Regions from separate parts of the Oryctolagus cuniculus genome. Here region 2 is linked to region 1. A link is a contact called in public Micro-C data. All regions are on one chromosome and are shown on one strand. Each heading gives the region's core, a stretch centred on a gene start, on an enhancer-like site or on the middle of the called end of the contact. The rest is flanking DNA. Distances are from core to core; before and after follow the strand shown.

Evidence for each region. Hi-C and Micro-C count contacts between places; a contact is called where the count stands out from the background.
Region 2: a Micro-C map of ear pinna shows a contact between it and region 1, with 4 times the contacts expected there. The contact joins the promoter of AHCY here to the promoter of TP53INP2 in region 1. A contact is called at or near these places in 2 of 6 Hi-C or Micro-C datasets (ear pinna and an unstated tissue).

Annotation. Positions count from the first base shown.
Region 1 is chr11:23,396,639-23,401,571 of mOryCun1.1, forward strand. TP53INP2 (tumor protein p53 inducible nuclear protein 2) reads right to left here and starts at 2,741. Exons shown (of 4, transcript XM_070051952.1): 1 at 2,507-2,741. It overlaps LOC138844315 (a long non-coding RNA gene), which reads left to right and starts at 2,349. Exons shown (of 2, transcript XR_011379942.1): 1 at 2,349-2,494; 2 at 4,580-4,852.
Region 2 is chr11:23,775,272-23,780,204 of mOryCun1.1, forward strand. AHCY (adenosylhomocysteinase) reads left to right here and starts at 2,554. Exons shown (of 10, transcript XM_002710796.5): 1 at 2,554-2,762. The coding sequence starts at 2,735. LOC103348190 (a long non-coding RNA gene) reads right to left here and starts at 2,407. Exons shown (of 3, transcript XR_007919648.2): 1 at 2,230-2,407.

The sequences.
Region 1 (4,933 bases), core at 1,491-3,990:
ATAACATAGCTACCATTCATGAGCCAGGCACTGTACTGTGTAGCTTTACCTGTATCACCTCATTCAACCCCCATAACTAGATATAGAAGTGTAGATAGTAAACTACCAACCCCTCTTTTACAAGTGAAGAAGGCTCAGAGAGGTACGGCAACTCGCCACGAGAATCATATCTAGTAAGGGACAGAGGTGGGATTTGAACCCATGCACTCCGATTCAGAGGCAGCACCCATAATCACTATCTCCATTTGCCTTTGATGTCTCTGAATTGGACATTTTTAATGTGGTGACCAGAGGTCATAGTCCACGAGTATTTTTCCTGGGAAGAACAACCTTGGTTTTCATATAATTTCCTAAATAGCATCCTTGACTCCAGAGATTAAGAACCACGACTGAAGCTTGTGTGGTTTGAAAAGTGCCGGCGAGCAGAAACCCCACAGAACTGCTTCTGTCTCACCATGCGATTGGGCAAGCCTGGGTTGTGACTGTCAGATGAGGTGTGAAGACTCTATCCCCATAGGCCCTCCTGGCTCCTGCTCTGAGCACCCTCCCTGGCTAGGAGGCGGAAGATCAGGTTGCCTGGCCCTAGGGGAGACAGCAGGTCAGTGGGAGCTGATGGCAGAGGGAGGGAGCCAGCAGATCCCACGAGGCATTAAGGATGAGCCCTAAGGGTCAGACCAGGACTCAAGCACTCAACCAGTCCTTCCCTGGGCAAAGATGTGGGAGTCCCCTGCTCCAGTAGGGGTGACACCACCCCGGTGGTGGGTGCAGATCTGCTCCCAGTCCATCTCACAGTCTGAGGATCAGACAGACGACACAAGTCTTTCAGAACAGTGGCAGGGCAGACCTAGCCCAGGTCCCTGAGTACCCTGTCCAGAATGCTCACAGTCAGCAAACAAGCCCCAAGAATTTAATGATGCAGGGAGGACAGGGGAGGTCAGACAGTGACTTCGATCCTGTCACTGACCCTCTACCCCGCTGCAGAAGAGCTGGGGTTCCTGGCACCAAGATTCAGCACAGATTTACCAGAGCACCCACTGTGTGTCAGAGCCTGCAGTGCAGCTCCTCAGCACACACTGAGGTCAGGGTGGCTCAGGGGAGACGCTTCCTGCCCCAGGTCCTGCAGCAAGTCAGTGACAGGTCAGGAGCGACAGCAGCACTAGCCAGCCAGTGCCCGCCCCCTCTCCTGACCACTAGCCGAGCCTCTTGGATTTTCTTTCCCAGCCCTGCCAGCTTCCTGGTTCTCAGATTCCCAGCTCTGCTCCAGGGAGAATCATTCCCCTTTAATAACCACAGCAGCTGTGCCCAGAATAGCACTTGAGCCCTAAGCCACCTCTACCCCGGCCCATCTTGAGCAAAGCCCAGGGTGGGACGGGGCTCCGGTGGCACCTCCAGGCGCATCCTCTTGGGAAGTCAGAGGCTTCTGTTAGCCCTGCGAGTCGAGAGAAAGGTGGCGGAAAGCCTGCAATCACCAGCAGTTGCCAGGGTCCTGTCCTTCCTGCTGACAACCCTGGGAGTCAGCGAGGCGATGAAGGGCCAGTTCAGAGAGCCCTCACCCCACCCTCCACCCCCCACCCAACCAACATTAGCCCAGAGACACCCTGACGGCCAGTGGTCAGAGCAGCTGGGAAGCAGCTGGGACTCTATCATAGAGAGGGGACAGACGGGGTCAGGGCCACAAAAGGGGACCCTGTCCCCAGAGGTTTCCTGGACAAAGACCCAGGAGTGAGGCGAGCTGGGCGCCCTATAGGAGAAGCTCCCCAGCGGGAGGGTGGGCAGCAGGTAACTAACTGGTGCTGAGCACCCACCACCCACTGTGTCTGCCCGTGGATAACGCACCTGTCACTCTAACTGGACATGTGGTCTCGAGTAAGCCACCTCCCCTCAGTCTCCCCTCCCACGAAATGGGGTCTGAGACCCTTCCTTTGGTGGCTGGCACTGACGTCAGCCGAGCGCAGCACACCAGTCAGGGATTAGGAGGATGTTTAGTCCCTGAGGGGCGGAGCCTGGAGCGGGGACAGAGGGGATTCCGCCACCATCTGGTGCCGTCCCCAACCACCTGGAGTCCGAGCCCGCCCCGAGTCCCCGACAACCCCCCAGCCCAGCAGCGCCGTCCGACCCCCGGCAGGTAGCAAGAAGAAAAGTTGGGGGTCAGAGACCCGATGGCAGCCCTCAAGTTAGCCCAGGAAACTGCCGAGACCCCCTCCCCGGCTCGCTTGCCTGTCGGCGTCCCTCACCCAAGCTCCGGCCCTGACACAGCGCCCACCGGGTCACCGGAGGACAGGCGACCCAATCTGGGGGAAAGGGGCGGGGCTGGCCTTGGTGACGTCTCAATGTCATATGTAAATACGAAGACGTCACGGTCTACTGGGCGTGCGGCAGCCAATCGGGAGCCGGGAACGCTGCCCCCGCGGCCGCCGGCGGAGACAGACAAAGGCCGGGACGCGGGGGGCGCAGGGCGTGTCCCGGGGCGCCAGGAGCCCCCTGATCCTAATCGGTAGGGACTCACCTGGGCACCTGCGCGGTGCAGCGGGCGGGGCGGTGCTGAGGTAGTTGTGCGGCGGGGGCGTCCCAGGGCTCGACGGCGGCTCACAGGCCGGGCTGCATCGCGGGCGGCGGGCGGGGAGGCGGCGGCGGCGGCGGGCGCTCGGAGCTGCGGCGCTCGCCCACGGGGCTGGAAGCCTGTGCGGCCGCTGCGGCGCGGCTCACGGCACAAATTGGAACGTTCAAACAGCTGATTGTGACGTCACAAAGGGGCCGCCCGCCTCGCGTCACGGCCGGCGCCCCGGCGACCAATCCCAGGCTGCGGGTCCCCCCCCTCGGCCCGCCCCCGCCGCGGCTCGCCGGCTGCTGTGCAGCGGCTCGGGCGAGCATGCGAGCGGTGCTCGGAGCCCCGGGGGCCCGGGACAGGCCGCTTCCGGTAGCTAGGAACCCCCCCGCCCGTGAGGACGGCCCCCCTGCTTGCCCCGGGTGACCTTGATCTCGCACTGCTAACGCGGGTCGCCGCGCCTTCCCCCCCTCCCTCTGCGCTCGCGTCCTTGGCCTGCACCCTGTGTCCAAGTCCCCGGAGCTGCGCTCGTCCTGGACTCCACGCCGCGTCCGTGCCCCTCCACGCCCCACGCTGCCCCCACGCCCTGCTCGCCCCCTGCGTCCCTGGTTTCCCACTCCCTCTGCCTCAGCTGAGCAAGACGGGGAGGAGGGGCTGTCCCCTTTCTCCGCTCCTGCGGAGCTCCTGGGCAGGTAGTAGGACTTGGAGAGGAATTGTTGACTTAGCGCCCGGGCTGGGCTGGTGCGTTTGCACACGCTGTTTGATCCACGTTGCCTCTAGGGCTGGGTTGACGTATGGAGACGACGAGACTCACACATCTCACTGTTACTGTGTGAATTCACACGCCGTTATGCACTAGCGGTCATTACCACAGGCACACCACCAGCAGACCCCGACCACTTCCTGTGAACCAGACACTGTGGCGTGGTGCTTGAACTTCACAGCAACCCCGCAGAGTGGGTATTTTACACTTAAGGAAACAAACTCAGAGAGCATAAGTGACTTCCCGGAGTAAGTAGGCTATAGTCAACACCAGAGTCAGGACGTGAACCCCGGGGCCTGTGTAGCTGGTAAAGAGATGCCACTTCGAGTCCTGGCTGCTCCCCTTTCAGTCCAACTCCCTGCTATGGCCTGGGAAAAGTAGCGGAAGATGGCCCAACTGCTTGGGCCCTGGCTGCACTCATGGGAGACCAGGCTCTTGGCTTCAGCCTGGCCCAGGCCTGGCCATTGTGGCCATCTGGGGGGTAAACCAGAGGATGGAAGATCTCTGTTTCTCTCTCCCTCTCTGTGTAACTCTTTCAAATAAATAAATTCTTTAAATACACACACACACAAGATTCGAACCTATAGCTTCTGGCCCTGGCCGTCTTCAATCTCTCCATGCACCAGGTGATCTAAACCCCAGAATGTGTCAACCCCCCCCCCCCCACCACCACCAGAGATCTGAGTTCGAGGCCTAACTGTGTCCCCGATTGGCTGTGTGAAATCTGACAAGTCCCATTCCTCCCTGGGGCTGAGTTTCTGTCCCAGCTTCCTTCCAGAATGGACACTACGGTCTCCAAGCCCTCCACCCTCGGGATCCTGCCAGGGCCAGACGCCAGGCCCTACCTCTTCCAGTGGCCTGGGAGATGCCTGGGGAGAGACCACGCGTACAGACCCTCGGCTCCCCAGGGTCCCCTCTCAGTGGAGCAGAGCTGCTGGGGAAGGGTCAGGCCCAGGGGGAGCTACTCCAGAGGTCAGTGCTGTGGGGAGAAAAACCCCGGCCCCGCCTGGCGTGGCACTTCTGAGGGACACCGCAGCCCTGGCATGTGGGAAAGGGGCCCTGGAAGTGCCACCCAGAGGCTCCCACGGGAAGGGGAGTGGCCTTGTGTTCCTAGGAGTGACGTCCCCGCGTGTCCTCATCCCTGCAACCCTGAGCCTCTGCCCACCACGGCCACTTCCTGCTAACCTCCTGCCTTCCTTTGACCTCCTTGTTGATTGAACCTGGATAATCGCTAACTGAGCTCTCCTGTCTCACTGTTTTGCCACTCTCAGATGCCCTGTGGCTCGCAAAGCCACCCGCGGCTAACAGCATTGGAGGCTTTCTGTGATCCAGAGGCAGATCTCTCAGGCGTCACCTCCCCTTCTCTGCATGCCTCACGCTGCGGCCACTCTAGCGTCCCCTGCCTGGACTGCCCTCTTCAGGCCCCTCGGAAAGCCAGGCCTCCCCGCGCATAGGACCACTCACCCCTGCTTCCTCGCTGTAGCCCTCCTGGCCTTACTGTGCCGGCCGCCCTCTATTTGTTCAATGAACAGAGATGACAACCATGTGTGTGTGTGTGTGTGTGTCCTCCCCAGTGGATGGGGGCATTCTAGTGGCAGGATCTTTGTCCATCTGCTCCTCCCACC
Region 2 (4,933 bases), core at 1,304-3,803, 380 kb after region 1:
CCCGTGCCGTGGCTCACTTGGTTAATCCTCCACCTGTGGCACCGGCATCCCATATGGGCGCCGGTTCTAGTCCTGGCTGCTCCTCTTCAGATCCAGCTCCCTGCTGATGGCCTGGGAAAGCAATGGAAGATGGTCCAAGTGCATAGACCCCTGCACCCACGTGGAAGACCTGGAAGAAGCCCCTGGCCTCTGGCTTTGGCCTGACCCAGCCTAGACCGTTAAAGCCATTTGGGTAGTGAACCAGTGGATGGAAGATCTCTCTCTCTCTCTCTGCCTCTCCTTCTCTGTACCTCTTTCAAATAAATCAATAGATCTTTAAAAGAAAAAAGAATTTATACAGTATAAATTTCATTCATCAAAAGCAAAAAACAGTCAAAATGAAAGCTGTATTGTTTAGGGATAGTCACAGAGGAAGTAAATTCATAAAGGAATAAAAAGTAGTGGCCGGTGCCGCAGCTCAATAGGCTAATCCTCTGCCTGCGGCACTGGCACACCGGGTTCTAGTCCCGGTCGGGGCGCCGGATTCTGTCCCAGTTGCCCCTCTTCCAGGCCAGCTCTCTGCTGTGGCCAGGGAGTGCAGTGGAGGATGGCCCAAGTGCTTGGGCCCTGCACCCCATGGGAGACCAGGAGAAGCACCTGGCTCCTGCCATCGGATCAGCGTGCTGCGCCGGCCACAGTGTGTCGGCCGCGGCAGCCATTGGAGGGTGAACCAACAGCAAAAGGAAGACCTTTCTCTCTGTCTCTCTCTCTCACTGTCCACTCTGCCTGTCAAAAAAATAAAAAATAGGCCGGCGCCGCGGCTCACTAGGCTAATCCTCCACCTTGTGGCGCCAGCACACCGGGTTCTAGTCCCGGTCAGGGCGCCGGATTCTGTCCCGGTTGCCCCTCTTCCAGGCCAGCTCTCTGCTGTGGCCAGGGAGTACAGTGGAGGATGGCCCAGGTACTTGGGCCCGGCACCCCATGGGAGACCAGGAAAAGCACCTGGCTCCTGCCTTCGGATCAGCGTGATGCGTTGGCTGCAGCGTGCCAGCCGTGGTGACCATTGGAGGGTGAACCAACGGCAAAGGAAGACCTTCCTCTCTGTCTCTCTCTCTCACTGTCCACTCTGCCTGTCAAAAAATAAAAATAAAATAAAATAAAATAAAATAAAATAAAAAGTAGTGCTGACGACAAAAATTCCCAGCAGGTTCCCTGATGACCTCAGCTGGAGCAGTTTCAGTGGAGACTGGGGGCCGAGGCTACACAGCTGAGGGCCAAACTGGAGATGGGAAAGTGCACACTCAGGGTGGGGACAAAAGTTTGAGAAGCAGAGGGAGGAGATGGGGGTGAAAGTGGGAAGAGTGGGCATGGGGCTGAGAGAAATTAAAGGGCTTCAGGTGGCCAATTAAAACCCCCCAAGAGGCTGGCGCTGTGGCTCACTAGGCTAATCCTCCGCCTAGCGGCACCAGCACACTGGGTTCTAGTCCGGTCGGGGCGCCAGATTCTGTCCCAGTTGCCCCTCTTCCAGGCCAGCTCTCTGCTGTGGCCAGGGAGTGCAGTGGAGGATGGCCCAAGTGCTTGGGCCCTGCACCCCATGGGAGACCAGGAGAAGTACCTGGCTCCTGCCTTCAGATCAGCGCAGCGCACCAGCCATAGCAGCCATCTTGGGGTGAACCAACGGAAAAGGAAAACCTTTCTCTCTCTCTCACTGTCCACTCTACCTATCAAAAACAAAAACAAAAACAAAAACCCAAGAGAGACTTTTCACTCCACGAGTTGGACAACAGCTTGTCAGACAATGAGAGGTAACAGAGATGTGGCCGAGCCCGCGCTCTCAGGCACTGCCTGTGACAAAGCCACCGTGGAAAGCAGCATGTAGGAAAAGCTAAGGATGCACCATCGGCCCAGAAACTCCACCCCGGGGTACACTCGGGCCCCGGAGAAACCCACTCACGGGCGTGAGAAGACAAGGGCAGCATGTTCATGGCTCCATCTATGCAAGAGCGACACACCACACAGCCTGAACGTCAGCCAGATAGAACAAATAAATCATGGTATGGAGACACCGAAGTACTGTAGGCAGCAAATACAAACATGCGCAAATTATATGCATGACTCTTAGGAACATAATGCTCAGAGAAAAGCAAGCAGCACAAAGCTAACTGTGGTAGGTACCACACATAAAGGTTTTAAACACATAAGCCTATGAATTGTTTTAATGTATAAAGAAATGCATGCACATGTACTTACTCTCAGGGTGGTGATTGCGTGCGGCAGGGGAGATCTGGGGTGTGCCACATCCGTGGCATACTGTGGCTCTGTCTAAAATCTGTGGGGGAGGTATCATTCCGCCCATTTTACAGGTGGGGAAATCGAAGCTCGAGAAAGGGAACTGGCTGGAAGTTCAGTTCCTCCTGATTTTGGCCCTGGAATCAGAGGCAGAATAAATGAAAGGAACAATGGCCAGGTGTCCCTTGGGGAAGCCGAGCCGAAGGTCGATCGATAGCACTGGACAAAATTCAGAGTCCGGAGCAGGGATCGAAGTTCACTCTGGCCACGCCCCCGTGCGTGGGCCCCGCCCCTCGGGCTCAGCCTCAGCGGGACTCATGAATATGCAAAACGAGGAAGATATTTAAAGGCGCCGGCGCCACGCGCAGATTCCTGCCCCGCGCCGCCAGCCCAGTGCCTGATTTCTGCTCTAGGCCTGATCCCCTTTTCGCCCGTGTCCATCACCGCGTGCAGCAACACCGCCAGAATGTCTGACAAACTGCCCTACAAAGTCGGTGAGTTCCTGGATTTGTGGTCAGCCGCAGTTACCCTGCGCCGGCCGGGACTTCTCCTGGGCGGCGGCTACGGGGCCAGCCCGGGGTTTGTTGTGGGTGGCGGCCTCAGGGCCGACCCAAGGTGCCCAGGACCCCTTGGAATCGCAGGCTCGGCGCATTTCTGGCCGCGCGAGGCCGCCTGGGGGTTGGAGTTATCGCGTCGCGGCGAGCTGGTCGTTTGAGGCGGCCGCGGACTACAAGTCCCGGCGTGCCCCGCGACGCCCCGTACCTCCGCGCGGGCTGCGGAGCCGCGAACTGGCGGCATGGTCGCCGGGAGGCGGCGGGGGCGGGGTGGGAAAACCACCTGGCAGTGGTCTGGGACTGCGGGCACCTGCTGGAATGCGCCGGTGCCGCGGATCGAGCCTGCTCGACCTGGCCGGTCCCTGGACAAGAGCCCACCCGTTTCCTGGCCTCCTGCAGGGAAGGCGAGGGCGCTGGAGCTCCGAAGTGCGTGTGGAGGGGAGGCCTGGCCAGCGAGCCGACCCTGGCAGGGGTCCACACACGGGGAACTTTAGGCTACTCAGTCTGTGCCGTTCCTCCACCCAGGCGACAGGGACAGGCATGCAGGGAGTCAAAGAAAGTTTCGAGTCGTTAGAAAAGTCCTTCCTGGATTGTAGTGACGGTTAACGTTTGCTGAGCGTTTAACTGTGGGACTGGCACTACCTTCTAGGCTTATTCTAGAGTAACTCAGTTTGTTCTCAGAGCTCTCTGGGGTGGGGACTAATCTGCTTTTACAATGAGGATTCTGGGACATGGGAGTAAAGTGCAAACAGTTAAAGCCGGAGGTGGTGGAGCAGGATTCGAACCCAAGCCATCCAGACCTCTTAGGTGTGCCCTTTTCACCTTAAGCACGGACTTGAGAAGTTTTTGCACCAAAATAAACTTATTTGCATTCAGTTTTCCAAGGACTTTTTGAAGTCTCCTTATAGGAGTATACACCCGGGAACAGCCCTACTGAGCTCTCAGCAAAATCCTGTTCGGCTAGCTAGCGGCTGCCCGGCCAAAGGCGTGAGATATTTATGGAGCACGTGCAGCGGGCCTGAAGAATGATCCTTATAGAGGCGGACAGGCGCCTGTGATGCAAAGGAAGAAACGCCCTGAACGGAAGTAACTTGGAAAGGTTCTGTTAAAATGCTGTTCACCCAGTGTGGGGGATGGAACTGAACCCAGAGAGGTCAAGTCAAGGTCACATTAGTGACAGAACTGGAAGGGGGACTTGTCTTCGTGTGGAGAGAGATGGGTGGGTAAGGGTGCGGGCAGTGGAGTGTGGCTGGAGGTGAGGCGAGAGAGCTTGGCTGAGTAGGGACAGAGGAAGGACGCCTTTGGGTGGAGGAGGGCTTGCCATGTGCCAGACCCCGTCTTGTGGTGGCATCTTTTTTTTTTTTTTTTTTTTTTGACAGGCAGAGTTAGACAGTGAGGGAGAGAGACAGAGAGAAAGGTCTTCCTTCCGTTGGTTCACCCCCCAAATGGCTGCTATGGCCAGCGCGCTGTGCTGATCTGAAGCCAGGAGCCAGGTGCTTCCTCCTGGTCTCTCCCACGCGGGTGCAGGGCCCAAGCACTTGGGCCATCCTCCACTGCACTCCCTGGCCACAGCAGAGAGCTGGCCTGGAAGAGGGGCAACCGGGACAGAATCCGGCGCCCCGACTGGGACTAGAACCCAGTGTGCCGGTGCCGCTAAGTGGAGGATTAGCCTAGTGAGCCGCGGCGCCGGCCGTGGTGGCATCTTTAATCTCAGAGCACAAAGCAAGCTTTGCCCTGATGCCCTCACTGTACAGATGAAGAAACTGCAGTACAGAGAGAGCCTTGGGGTTCCTGTTGGCTTGTCCTGGACAGGTGTACCTATGACTTCTCAAAGTCCTTTTCCCCTGGGCACCAAGAGCCCCAGGGCTTGAAGTGCCAGCCCGTCCTGAGGGTCCCTCGGCAGACTCTGGTCGCACAGCTGCCACGCGGGTATTGCAGGAGTTATTTTTAGCTGGAGGGACAGATGTTGGTAGAGGAGGTGGAGCTTCCCAGGACAAAACAGAACCCGCTGTCCGCTGCCGCCTGGCCGCGTCTGGGAGGGTCGTGAGAGGGTCTGAGCCCTGGAGCAGCCTGGCTGTCAGCCCCTTCTCTGCCGTTCGCTGGCCGGGGCC